Linked DNA regions of Sus scrofa: regions 2 and 3 are each linked to region 1. A link is a contact called in public Hi-C data. All regions are on one chromosome and are shown on one strand. Each heading gives the region's core, a stretch centred on a gene start, on an enhancer-like site or on the middle of the called end of the contact. The rest is flanking DNA. Distances are from core to core; before and after follow the strand shown. Region 1 overlaps LOC110257721 (a long non-coding RNA gene). Region 2 has its middle 100 kb from the start of TMSB4X. Region 3 overlaps LOC110257721 (a long non-coding RNA gene).

The links. Hi-C and Micro-C count contacts between places; a contact is called where the count stands out from the background.
Region 2: a contact with region 1 is called in a Hi-C map of retroperitoneal adipose tissue, with 1.6 times the contacts expected there. The contact joins two enhancer-like sites. A contact is called at or near these places in 4 of 47 Hi-C or Micro-C datasets (alveolar macrophages, embryonic fibroblasts, fibroblasts and 1 more) and 1 of 2 datasets of contacts at active chromatin or transcription factors (skeletal muscle).
Region 3: a Hi-C map of retroperitoneal adipose tissue shows a contact between it and region 1, with 2.0 times the contacts expected there. The contact joins two enhancer-like sites. A contact is called at or near these places in 13 of 47 Hi-C or Micro-C datasets (blood, embryonic fibroblasts, fibroblasts and 7 more) and 1 of 2 datasets of contacts at active chromatin or transcription factors (skeletal muscle).

What each region holds. Positions count from the first base shown.
Region 1 is chrX:9,861,104-9,865,460 of Sscrofa11.1, reverse strand. All of the region lies in intron 2 of LOC110257721 (a long non-coding RNA gene), which reads right to left. Among named protein-coding and RNA genes, the nearest start is that of TMSB4X, 210 kb to the right of the region's middle. Within about 2 kb of position 1,925, at least 25 of the 83 cell types and tissues checked have an H3K27ac peak or open chromatin away from gene starts, as enhancers often do. A contact at or near this core is called in retroperitoneal adipose tissue, where this site is marked.
Region 2 is chrX:9,750,507-9,754,863 of Sscrofa11.1, reverse strand. No RefSeq gene overlaps it. Among named protein-coding and RNA genes, the nearest start is that of TMSB4X, 100 kb to the right of the region's middle. Within about 2 kb of position 2,618, at least 29 of the 83 cell types and tissues checked have an H3K27ac peak or open chromatin away from gene starts, as enhancers often do. A contact at or near this core is called in retroperitoneal adipose tissue, where this site is marked.
Region 3 is chrX:9,783,321-9,787,677 of Sscrofa11.1, reverse strand. The region is part of intron 2 of LOC110257721 (a long non-coding RNA gene); the gene reads right to left. Among named protein-coding and RNA genes, the nearest start is that of TMSB4X, 130 kb to the right of the region's middle. Within about 2 kb of position 2,002, at least 5 of the 83 cell types and tissues checked have an H3K27ac peak or open chromatin away from gene starts, as enhancers often do. A contact at or near this core is called in retroperitoneal adipose tissue, where this site is marked.

The DNA.
Region 1 (4,357 bases), core at 676-3,175:
TTGAATGCCATGGGCGTGGCCAAAAAAAAGTAAATCTGGTAACATAGCCTAATTATTATTATTTTTTAACATTTCTAGTAATAAGACACCTGGCCCCTCGAATCATTTATCTTGTCAAGATGAAGAAGGAAAAATCAGAAACATAATTTTGGTAAGAATCAAGGAGAGAAAGAACACTGTGTTTTGAAATTTTGATTCTTTCTTTTTTTTTTTTTTTTTTTTTTTTTGTCTTTTTGCCTTTTCTAAGGCCGCTCCCACGGCATATGGAGCTTCCCAGGCTAGGGGTCCAATCGGAACTGCAGCCACCAGCCCACGCCAGAGCCACAGCAACGCGGGATCTAAGCCGCATCTGAGACCTACACCCCAGCTCACGGCAACGCCGGATCCTTAACCCACTGAGCAAGGCCAGGGATCGAACCCGCAACCTCATGGTTCCTAGTTGGATTCATTAATGACTGTGCCACAACGGGACCTCTTTGAAATTTTAATTCTTATTCCAAACTATGCTTCGCCACCCCCCACCCTCCCACTGACTCCCTGCAGTGGGCCTGGCATCCATGCAGCTCTGCCATCGTGCCAGGGCAGGCTTTCGCTCCATGGCCTTGGCACCTGCTACTTCACCTTCCAAGAATGCTCTCCCCCCAACATCTGCTGAGATCCCTTCCTCCACTCTTTGCTCAAACATCTCTGCAAACATCACCTCCATGGATTGACCTCAATAAAATTGCGTGATCATCAGGACCCCTGTCCTTCTCTACCCTTTTCCCGTCTTTCCTTTTTTTTCCTGCATCGCTACTAGAATGTAAGTTTCACGAGGGCGGGGTTTAGGTCTATTTCATTTCCTGACTTGTACACAGTGCCTAGAATGGTGTCTAGTGTATATATCATGGTCTCAATAATTTCGTTAAGTGACTTAAGTGATTTTAATGCAGACCAAGCATTTTACCCATTGGGTTGTGAAAAAGAATTTACCCAAGGACTCTTTAGTAGTAATTTTTCCCCATTAAGGCCTACTCTTCGCACTGCAATTTGGGCAACAACTGGCCCGGGGGTAGGGGGTGCGGGGGAGGGAGATCAAGCGAACCCACAAGGGCACACACACTTGTGAAGTCTACACTGAATAAACAAATGTCTCCGATGACTGTTTCTTTTACCCTGATTTTAAAAAGCGAAGTAAAAACAGAGAGCCGTGTTGTGTAGTTTATGCTGGTTGGGTTTGGAGCAAAAGCCAAGGACGAAGGCATAAAAGAACACTTTTGCATAAAGATTAGCCCAGGTGGGAGTGTCACTCAGGCATGAAAAGTTGTCCTGTGGCCTATGATTCGGAGCTGTTGTCATCAGGTTTCATTTTTTTGCTTTAATTTTTTTTTAATGATTTTTATTTTTTCCATTAGTTGGTTTACAGACTTGGTTTCACGTTGCAAAGCAGACATGAAAAGAAATGGTATTTGGTCCCTTAAGTTGAGGGGAAATCAACTGAGATGGAGGTGGGCCGAACCTCAGCAGGCTTTCCACACACCTGCAGCAGGAAGACTGTGTGAGAGATCACACCACGTTCCCTCTAGTCCTCTTTCTAAACTTTTTATTTATTTTTTGGCTGCGCCCATGGCACGTGGAAGTTTCTGGGCCAGGGATCAAACCCCATGCCACAGCAGTGACCAGAGCCACAGCACTGACAATGCTGGGTCCTTAACCTGCTGTGCCACCAGGGAACTCTGTCTTTATGAACTTTGCATGAACTAATGTCCATTGTCCTTTACCCACAAGCAAATGGACTGGCCACCACCCTGACCCGCTGAGACGTGCTATTACTTTAGACTTGTGTATTTGTAACTCTTGTCTAATTTTATTCCCCCTGCTCTGAAAAACAGAACAGCTGCTAGTTCCAGCTTCCTGGCTGTTCTCGCAGCCTCCCCTTCCTTCCTGTCCTTCTACCGCAGGCCTATGTCATTTCTCTTAAAGCAAGTTTTCAAAACATCAGGATAGATAAAGATCTGAGGACCATAATTTTTGTATACTTCTTAAGAACTTTTTTTTTTTTGGTCTTGGCTCCTGTATCCCTAACAATGAAACTGTGCCAAGAATTTATTTCGATAGGAAAGCCAAGACATGTCCCCGTGCAACTAAGAGCAGATAAACAGCTTTCAGTTTAATCCTAAGAAGAATGAGCAAATGGACAGCGATGTTTGGTTTAGTGTTTCACTAACGTAATCCCTTTCTCATGCAGGGATACTGTCCTGGGACTTATTTGTGTGTGAGTGTGACTGTGACTCTGTGTGTGTGTGTGTGTGTGTGTGTGTGTGTGTGTGTGTGTGTGTATTTATTCTCCTGGAACATGCGGCTTTTGGTTCTGGTGGTATTTAAGGTCTTTTAGAAAATCCACGTGAATGACCAAATTAAAGAAATCCCACCTCAGAGTTCCCGCCGTGGTGCAGGGGTTAATGAATCCAACTAGGAACCGTGAGGTTGCGGGTTCCATCCCTGGCCTCTCTCAGTGGGTTAAGGATCCGGCGTTGCTGTGGCTGTGGTGTAGGTCACAGATGTGGCTCGGATCCTGCTGTGGTGTTGGCCGGTGGCTACAGCTCTGATTGGACCCCTAGCCTGGCAACTTCCATATGCCACATGTCTTTGGTGCCAAAAGACCAAAAAAAAAAAAAAAAAGATTCTAGATGTGAGACTCCTTTAACTGATCCAAAGCAAACTGAAGCTGCCCTCGGGACAATTACGGTAGCTAATTCAGTTTCGGGATGGAATTAGACTGACAACTTCAGATAGCTGCAAGATGGGTCTGATCCCCCCTCTGAATGTTGAAATGAGCCTGAAGGGAGGATGAGTGAAAGTGAATGATTCAAAGAAATACCAAGAATTCACCAGCAAAACGGACTTTGGGAACCGAGAGCCATAAATTACTGATGAATTACTGGAAAGTCTAGAAAGTTTACGGTGACAACCAAGGAAATAACATTTCTTAACTCGGGGCATACATCTCTCCCCAGGATCCTGGTATGTGGCACAGCTCTGATGGCTGAAAGGGGGTGGTTTGGGCAGTAACAGATTCACAGGGAGGAGAAACTGTCCACACAAATTCTGAAAGGAAGAACTACACTGGGCCATCAGTAAAGGCCAGAGATAGACCCAGGAATCCTGAAAACTACGAAGAATAGGATACACTGAATAAGGACCATCAAGCAGATGAAGAAGTAGCCTTCTCAAGTTAGCCGAACTCCTGTTGGCCTCTCATTAAGAAACAGCAAATCTGTAAGGATAACCTGACCCCCTTGCTGTACAGTGGGAAAAAAAAAAAAAAAAAAAAGAAACAGCAAATCTTAGTTATTAGCTTTTTTCAGAAGATGAACATTTTTTCCCATTGAACTCTTTCATGTTATCCAAAAGTCCCCAGGAAAGAAAAATGATAGACATTCATGGGCTTCATATGAAAGATCTCAGAAAGTCCAGTAAACATATTTTCAACTCTCAGAGCTTCTGGTAAATTTCAGTTTTTATCTCAGACCTACAGGGCTATAACTTTTATGGAGAGTAAAAGTTACAGGAGTTGCCCAATAACTGGCAATTTTTAAGAGCCTTCATTGACTTGGTTTCTTTTATTACCAGGAAATTTAGTTTGAATTTCCTGGGAGGCTGCGCATAGGATGGTGTTCGAACAGAAACAGGGAATTCCCTGTTGTGGCACAGCGAAAAAGATTCTCACTAGGAACCATGAGGTTGCAGGTTCAATCCCTGGCCTCGCTCAGTGGGCTGAGGATCCGGCGTTGCCGTGAGCTGTGGTGTAGGTCACAGACATGGCTTGAATTTCGCACTGCTGTGGCCGTGGTGTAGACTGGCAGCTGTAGCTCCGTTTCAACCCCTAGCCTGGGAACCTCCATATGCTGCAGGTACAGCCCTAAAAAGACAAAAAAAAAAAAAAAAAAAACCCAAACAGGAGAGAAAAGCTCTAGGGATGTCCCCAGATCTGCAAAGGGACAAGCCCACCAGTGGCAGAAATCATTAACAAAAAGAGTCCTTAATGGAGTTCCCTGGTGGCTCTGCAGGTTAAGGATCCGGCGTAGTCACTGCAGTGGCCCAGGTTGCTGCTGTGGGCATAGCCAAAAATAAAAAAGAAAGAAGAATCCCGTTGATCCATATGGCTGGCACAGTACAAGGCCTTCAGACACCTTCTCGGCACAGATACCTCTGCAGCAATTAGCATGAGTGCTGCTGACTGCGTTTCCTGCCCTTTTAGCCCCTAGATCAACAGCTTCCTCCAACAGTTCAGACTCCCTTCAGTTTCATCGCTGGCTTGAGGGCCCCCTGATACAATGGAAGGTTTGGGTTCTTTCTTTTTATCATTTTTTCCTTT
Region 2 (4,357 bases), core at 1,369-3,868, 110 kb after region 1:
TCATGTTGCCCCAACAAGAGAACATTGTGGTTTCAACGTCGGCCCCAGGAAGCCTTGAAATCAACTGAATGGTTTTTCAAACTTGCTCTTCATCATTTCAACCAGGGTCCCAGGCTCACTGCTATTGGCCGCCAGAGGAGCCCAGCCCTGAATCTGGGCTGACATTTTCCACCCTTGTTTGACAGAACATAATTAACGAAGAAGCCACACCCCAGTGTCTGCTACATTTGCGTCTCAAGAGGTTTCAATCCCAGCAGTGGGTTGAATTTCAGTTTTCCTTCTTGCCACACTGCCAATCTATACTGAGCAAGCCAACCGGCTTAAACCCTCTGCAAAGCAAGCTAGGGTTCAGCTGGTTTTCCAAGCCCCATTGAAAGGCCAGTGCTGGTAAAAACATGCGGACAGCATAGCGTCAGCTGGACCCAACAGCGATGACCTGAGATGATAAAATGCTTTGCAGCTCAAATTTCCACCAAGTGTTTTAAAATATTTGGCGTTTGTTGCAGGCCTGCAGGCCTTGTGTAATTCTTTGTTATCTGCGGCACAGGCACTCTTTTTTTTTTTTGCTCTTGTGATCAGATCATGAGTCTCTTGCACAATCACCCTAGGAACTCTGGAGGGATGGAGACTGTTAACCCCAGCCTCGTTTTGTGAGCACCCCAAGGCCTCTTTAGATAGCTCTGCCTTGGCTGGGTCTTCCCATCAATCATTTGCACACACGGTCAGGTCCTGTCTTCCAAAGCTTTGACAAGCAGCAATTCAATCACAAGTACTTCATTGGACATTGATGGATATTTTATTACCCCAGGGGACACAGACAGTGATGCAGTCACATCCGGCCAGAAGCAGAAAAGGACCAGGATTGGTTCACCTCCAGCTGCCCCTGCCCATGGCAGAGTGTGCACCAGCCGAATGACCTCAAAGGTCAGCTTGTACATCCGCTTTCCTTTGAGCAACAGCTAATCGCGTTCGCAGGCACCCTCCCCTTCCTGAAACCACAAACCCTGAGTGGCTACCCCGTCACGAACCCAGAGCTGAATTAGGAAGAGTGGGTTTGGGGGACCTGAGGGAAATTTTGGATGAGGTGTACGTCATTTTTCACGTTTAAGGTGAAGGCATTTTGTGCTGGTCTCTTTGGTAAAGGTCAGTGGTTCTGCCAACATGGACCTGGAGGGGTCATGTCCTTCTAGAACAACCTTGGAAAGTACCCGTGGCTGCACATCTGATCCATTTGCCTCTTGGATCTTAAAATTCCAGACATGGAGCTGCTCTGTGCGTTCCACCTTCACTTAAGACACTGCATGGGCACTATCAGTCCCTAGTACCACGTCTAACAAAGACAAAGGAAACTTACATGACTGAATTGGTAGAGCCACTTTGGAGGGCAGTCTGACAACGTGCATCAACAGCCTTAAAAGTATACCTAAAAAAAAAGTGCTTACACTTTTTGATCTTGAAATTTTTATTTCTAGGGTCCTACTTTTGGCCACTATTCAGAGACAGAGTCTAAAAATCTATGAACTGGAATTCCCCTTGTGGCTCAGTGGTAACGAATCCAACCTGTAATCATGAAGATGCGGATTTGATCCCTGGCCTCGCTCAGTGGGTTAAGGATCCGGCATTGCTGTGAGCTATGGTGTAGGTCCCAGATGCAACTCGGATGCTGCATTGCTGTGGCTGTAGTGTAGGCCAGCAGCTGTAGCTCCAATTTGACTCTAGCCTGGGAACTTCCATATGCTGCAGGTGCCCTAAAAAGCAAAGAAAAAAAAAATCTATGAACAGAGATGTGCATTACAGTGTTATTCTGGAGAAAAATGACATTTTCAGTGTCCCTCAATAGTAATTTTTGAATATATACGGCATGTTCTTACCATGAACAGAGCCATTAATAACCCATGTTGTAGGAGAAGGGGGGTAAGGTGGCTAAATTACCACATAACACAAAACAAAATTGAGTATCCAGAACGATATAGGTTTGTAAAAAAAAGAGAGAGAGAGAGAGACGGGTGTTTCTGAAACTATGTCAGGAGAGAGAAACAAACACTAAAAGGAAATACATCAAAATGTTAAGTGCAGCTTTGGCTGGCTGAGGATGAAGTTCACAAGGGCTTTTTGGTTTTGTTTTCATCACTGTGCCCTTCTGGATGGTTCGAAGTTCCCACAGGTCTTAAGGGTTGGTTTTATCATGAAAAATTCATTTAGAGAAAGAATACCCTTAATTAATTCATTAATAACATGAACATGGGAGAAAAGCAAGGCACTAATAGTCCAGTGGACACGCGCTGGAGGCTAGCATGGGCCCGAAGCCATCTGTCTCTACTCTGCTGCTTTTGGTACAGGGTCATGGGGAATCCATAGAATGTGCTCGCTGGGGCAGGGGGAGGGGAGGGGGAGGCGCTCCTTTCACACTCAGATGTGGAGCTGGGAAGCTGGCCCAGGCCTTGGCGAAGGAGGTGGCCCCTCTTGCATGCGAATTGAGGGCCGTGGGCTGCGACCATCCTCCCAGCTGTCTGAGCAAATGCAGGAATTCAGAGCTGACCAGCAAAGGAGGGCAAGAGACGAGGCCAGGGCAGCTGGTGTCCGGCGGAGACGGTCTTCTGTTTCCTGGAGTTCACACAGGGGAAGAGGAAGCCTTGCTCAACCGCAGAGCACGTTGAAGCAAACTGTGCTGAGCATGAGGAGGGGCCCCAGACCCCAGAGAGCCCCGGTCTGGGGCGCTGTGGCTGTGGCTGCTGTGCTGTTTTATCTTCAGGAAACTGCTCACCGCTCGCTCAGAATTCTGACACCACTGTTCACTGGGGGCCGGATGCCTGCCCTGAACTCACTGAACGTGTGTCCACTGTTGTTGCCCAGAAGAGCAGCCGCCACCATCCCCCGGAGAACACGCTGAGCTGAACACGCTGCGGGGCGGGGGATGGAGGAAGGTTATGTGAGCATTACACGAGGCCACATTCTCTGGGACTTGTCTCTCATGGGGACCGGCCTCAACAGGACAGGCTGCGAGCCTTCTGGCCTCCCAGACTGACTTGCCTCGGCCAGTCCCATCGGCTCCATCTCCAAGAAGAATCTTGCCAGCAGTCAGGAGGCTCCCTTCCTCGGCCCCAGCCTCCCTTGGAGGTCCCTCTGCCAAACTGGACTGCTTTGAGCCCTGGAGCTGTCCCAACCCCTCCCTAAGGCCTCGATGGAATGGCTAAGCTGAATGTGCAGTCTTCTCTGTATTGTCTTGTGGCATCTGTGGGCTGATGGATAGTCTTCCTAAATACCTAAAAATTCAAAGTACACGTTCTTCTGCCTCCTTGCTCAGCAACGGCACACAGGCAAAGCAACTGGTACCGCAGTGTGCAATCCTTCTCAGCAGGAAGCTTCTGGGGGGTCCCTGCAAGCATGTGCTAGATAGCCGTGGTTTCAGGGTAACAGCCAGGTAGGTCTGGCCACCGGAAATGTTCGCACTAGACACCCTCGCCGGCTTCTGTCTAACCCTAGTGTTAGGGAGAGGCCATCATTTTTCCACTTTGACAAAACCCGTTTGATTTCTCACACGGTATTTATTTTTTTCTGATTGCAAACCACGAAAAGGACCACAAACTGGATCCAGCTGAGGAGAAGCCGGGGCCTAGGGCCATTTCTCAGCTGCTCTTAAAGAATTCCTCAGACGGAGTCATTTTCCCTTGAGCCACAATCCCCCAAACTTCTAAAGAGACCACGTCTAGAGGAAGCATCTTGCTCTATGAAGGCAGCTGAGTGAGCCCTTCTGGGAAATGAAGCTAAATGACAATACCTTTTAGCTGCCTCCTCTTAGGAATCTGGTCTCAGTGCCAATCCATGTTATTTCTCACTATTGAAGAAGCATTAATGGCGAGTCCAAGGGCCCAAGGTTATTCGGACTCTTAGGAACCACACTTTCAGATCCCAGCGGCATCGGGTCAAGTTTTCCCCTTCCAAGGCAGACAAAGCCACCATTTGCGAGGCATACTCACAGCGCAAGCACGTTACACTTCCATTAGGAATTGAAAAACCAACCAAACAACAAACCCATCTGGCACCGCTGATTTCAAATATAACCACACTGCAAGACTGCAAGATGATGTCTCTTGCACAAGGGTACCGTAGACAGAGGGGGAGCCTTTGTAAATATTTATTTATTATTATTATTATTATTATTATTATTTTGTCTTTTTGCCATTTCTTGGGCCACTCCCGCGGCATATGGAGGTTCCCAGGCTAGGGGTTGAATCGGAGCTGTAGCCACCGGCCTACGCCAGAGCCACAGCAACTCAGGATCCGAGCCGCGTCTGCGACCTACACCACAGCTCACAGCAACGCCGGACCCTTAACCCACTGAGCAAGGGCAGGGACC
Region 3 (4,357 bases), core at 753-3,252, 78 kb after region 1:
TCAGTCTTTTGATGCCCATTTCATTTTCTGAATCCTCAATGGTGGGTTAGTTTTGTCAGTTTCTAAGTTATCTCTTGTTCTAATAAGCAGACTCAGAAATCTTTACAAATATCTTTACAAATACTACCACTCATAAATTTTGAAAAGACTTGGAAAATCAAACCACTTGAAGTATGTCAAATGATTCTCATCAAAACTACGCCTGAGGTAACATTAGGTAATATTACTTAAACGTAAGGTAACATTCCCATCCATCCCTGTTGAATATTTCCTTCTCTTTTCTAGAGACACCAGACCTTCCTTGTTTCAAAGGCTTTTTTATTGAAATAACCATGTTAGATCTTTTGTTTCCCCTCTGATCTAGGACATAATTATTCACTCCCAATTTTCTTCTTTTTGCACAGTATTCTCTTAAATAATTACTAGGCGGGATAAGATGGCCTTGCGATTTGTTACATATCCCCCCAAGGCACAGTCTTCTGAAAAATCAAACTCTAGTTGTGAAATGGCTTCTGACCATATTTTTCTTCAAATGGGAAGATCAATTATATAATCATCTCTGGCACAACTTCTGACTCCTTTTGCAATATCATTCTTTATATGACTCAATCAAGAAAAATAATAGTTTACTTCCTTTTTCCACAGTCACCTCCCACGCAGAATAAAGTTACTATGGGCTATGAGACCAAAATGATCCAGGTTTTTTGGAGACCCTCCCACTCACCAAAATCTCCTAGCAGCCTTTCCTATTTTTTTTTTTTTTTTTTACTTTTCCTACCACTGTAAGATGAAATGGTAGCAAACAAAACAAAACACACAATGGCATTATTGAAGGCTTCTCTAATCAAATTTGTACTTCGATGAATTCTTCAAGTTTTAAGTTTTTCAAACACGTGTGAGAGCTTAACATTTCTTTCAAAAACCTGGACCAACAGTCCTTTGTAAGTTTTTTCCCCATACAAAAGGTTTATGTATGTGACTTTCTGTCCATTTGGTTTCTCAGACTCCATGTTGTGTGAGCTACTTGTTCTCTCTTAGTAATGCTTTGGATCTATGGAAGGATTCTTTCATTGTGAAACTTGCACACAGCATAGTTTTTGTTTTTCATTTTCTGAAATCACCGGAGATGCTGGTTACATCAGGGTTGTGTGCTGGTCCCTTCTGTCTTTCTTTTTTTTTTTTTCTTTTCTTTGTGGGGAGGGTTACACCCATGGCTTGCAGAAGTTCCTGGACAAGGTATGGAACCCACACCACAGCAGCCATAACACCAGATCCTTAACTGAGTGAGCCACCAGGGAACTCCTCTCTTAGCTTCTTGAATTAGCTCATCCCAATATTCTAACCTCCATGATGGTAGAGACTGCTTCTCTCTGGCTTCCGCTGTATCTCTTAATACCTAGCCTAGGACCTAGTAGATTATAGTGCTCAATCTGCATTCATGGACATAAGGAATTAGTCCCTTCCCCTAAAGATCATGGATAGAGTATGAGCCACCCGTTTGTTTAAAGGATCTCAAAGTGCAGCTAAACTTTGCTGGGCCAGGGTGTAGAGATAGAAATCTGGAGGTTTTGGGTGTCCTAACCCCCCCTGGCTATGCCATGAAGGCCAATGACATTCTGCTCAGGGAGAGTTTAAATGCCCACATAAAAAGGGTCAGCTGACGATTCAGAGGTTGACCGATTCCCTGAGTCCCATCCATGGGCTCTAACTTAAGAGCCTCTTGTCTCAACTGTCCATGAATGATTACCTGTGATGAGACAATGCCCAGGACCAAGAGCCCACAAAGGGGGCTTCCTGAGTGGTGGCAGTGTGGGGAGCTGAAACAGAGACCTAGAGATCACTGCCAGCCAAGGAAGGCCATGGGCAGACTGTGAAGGGCTGGGGGCAGAGGGCAAGCTTAAGAAAGTCTGTGGAGGAAGAAAAAGTGGGGAGATAAGGCTTACTCAGCACAGAAGTCTTCCCTCAAACATACACTGTAAGCAAGATTCCTGGGGTGCCCTCCAGTTGAGCTCTGCTGTCTAAGAGGAAACTGACATGTGCAACTGCCCCAGGTCTGGGAACCTAATGCCCAGTGTCTCCGCCTTCCACTTCCCAAGCCAAGTGGGTCATCGGCTGCAGCCTTTCTGTGCAGAGTGGAAAGGAGAGACAATTAGCGGGAAAAATGAAAATCTAATTCAATTTGTCAACTTTTTTTTTTTTTTTTAGGGCTGCAGCCCCGGCATATGGAAATTCCCAGGCTAGGGATCAAATCAGAGCTGCTGCTAGCCTACACCATAGCCACAGCAACGCGGGAGCCAAGCCACATCTGTGACCTACACCAAAACATGCGACACCGGATCCTTAACCCATTAAGCGGGGCCAGGGATCGAACCCGTGTCCTCATGGATTACTAGTCGGGTTCGTTACTGCCGAGCCACAACAAGAACTCCAACTTTTCCTTTTTATGTTGGCCACACTCGCAGCATGCAGAACTTCCTGGGCCTAAGATCAAACCCCCACCACAGAAGTGACCGTGCTGGATCCTTAACCACAAGGCCACCAGGGAACTCCAACAATTTGTCACACTTTGCTCTAGCATCTACTTTGTTTTGACCAGGCTAGGAGCTAGGGATAAAGCAGGGACACTTTCCTCTCGGAGTGCACATGGCCCCATGTCCTGTGTTTCAGAAGTCGGGAGAATGATGAGTGCATCAACAGTCCTGTGTGCCCCTCAGCACCCTCCTGTAAGAGCAGTGGTATACCATCAGGGGCAATTTTGTCCCCTAGGGGACGGTGGGCAACGTCAGAAAACAATTGTGGTTGTCATAACTGGAGGCAGGAGAGAAATGTCTAGCAGCATCTCTGGTCTCCACCCACTAGTTTCTAGAAGTCTCTCTCTCCTGCCTCCAGTTATGACAACCACTAAGACCCATCCAGCCCGAGATGTCAGCAGCGTAAGAGGCTCTGTGCATTTTCAACAGCTGATCACCTATGTTCACTGCCTCCTGGGTTGCTTGATGTGTGATGGGAATGAAGGGTTCTACCACGAGAATAACCAACAGGGAGAACACACAATTCCCCGGGCATGGTCTTCAGAGGAAGAATTCCACCTGCTCCCCCATGTCGTGGCAGCCGAAAAGTACCCAAGATGCAGCGACACAGCCCCGGGAGCTTTGTCTTTGGGGTAGGTGGCATCAGAAGGTGCACGCAGGGAATACACCAGCACGATTAAAATCCATCTGAGCCAAACATCATCAGATCAGAAGAGAGAGTAATTGTGGGACCAGCGGTGCCGTGTCCCTCATCCTGAGCGACACGGAAATGGCTTTTGCATCATGGCTGTTCCCTGCCTGCCGCCGAGCAGTGCAGCCAACTAGGAAAGGCTGGGATTCCCTTACATGTTGTTTCCACTGGGGACAGGAATTTGAAGGGCCTGGAGCTCTGGAGTCCTCTGGTCCATAAGCCCAAACTGCTTGCCTGGATTTGAAGATGACTGTGTTTCTCTCTTTTGCGTTTTTGTTGTTGTTGCTGTTTTGTTTTGTTTTTTGGGTTTTGTTGTGCTTTTCAGGGCTGCAATATATGGAAGTTCCCAGGCTAGCGGTCAAATCGGAGCTGCCAGCCTACACCACAGCCACAGCAAGGCAGGATCCAAGCTGCATTTTCAACCTGCACTGCAACTTGCAGCAACATTGGATTCTTAACCCACTGAGCGAGGCCAGGGATCGAACCAGCGATCTCATGGATACTCGTCAGGTTCTTAACCAGCTGAGCCACAACAGGAACTCCTCTCGCTTTTTTTTTTTTTTTTTTTTTTGGCCGCACCGGTGGTATGCAGAAGTTCCTAGGCCAGGGATCAAATCTGAGAACCTGAGCCACAGCAACACCGGATCCTTAACCCACTGTGCACCATGAGATGGTGCTTCTCTTTCAATCAACTTTCTTCAGAGCCTACGTCACTGAGAGCCACAAGGACGTGGCAGCTACATGTACCTCTTCTGTTTCTTTTTCATTCTGTGAACTGGCAATTAAACAGACACTGAAGAGCTTGGCCTTTTTGACACTGCTGCTTTGCTCCCTTAGCCTTCTTGCCCTTTTTCTTCTTTCTTCTAGGACGCTCTGCTTTTAGAGTTCTAACACCCAGGGACATCCGTGATCCTGCAGGGTGTTGGGACAGGGCTTGAATTCTTGGGAGCACTGTCCCCAAGCAGGGGAAGCACCAATGTCAGAGATCTGAAAGCTTATGGGGAATGTTCATCCTTCCTCTCCCTCTTCTGACAGAGCCTTTATGTCCCAGTGCCCCCACCCACGGCGCAACAGGACATAAGCAAATTACCTGAAGAGGAGCTAACCACTGTTCTCATCCCTCCATCCCAGCACC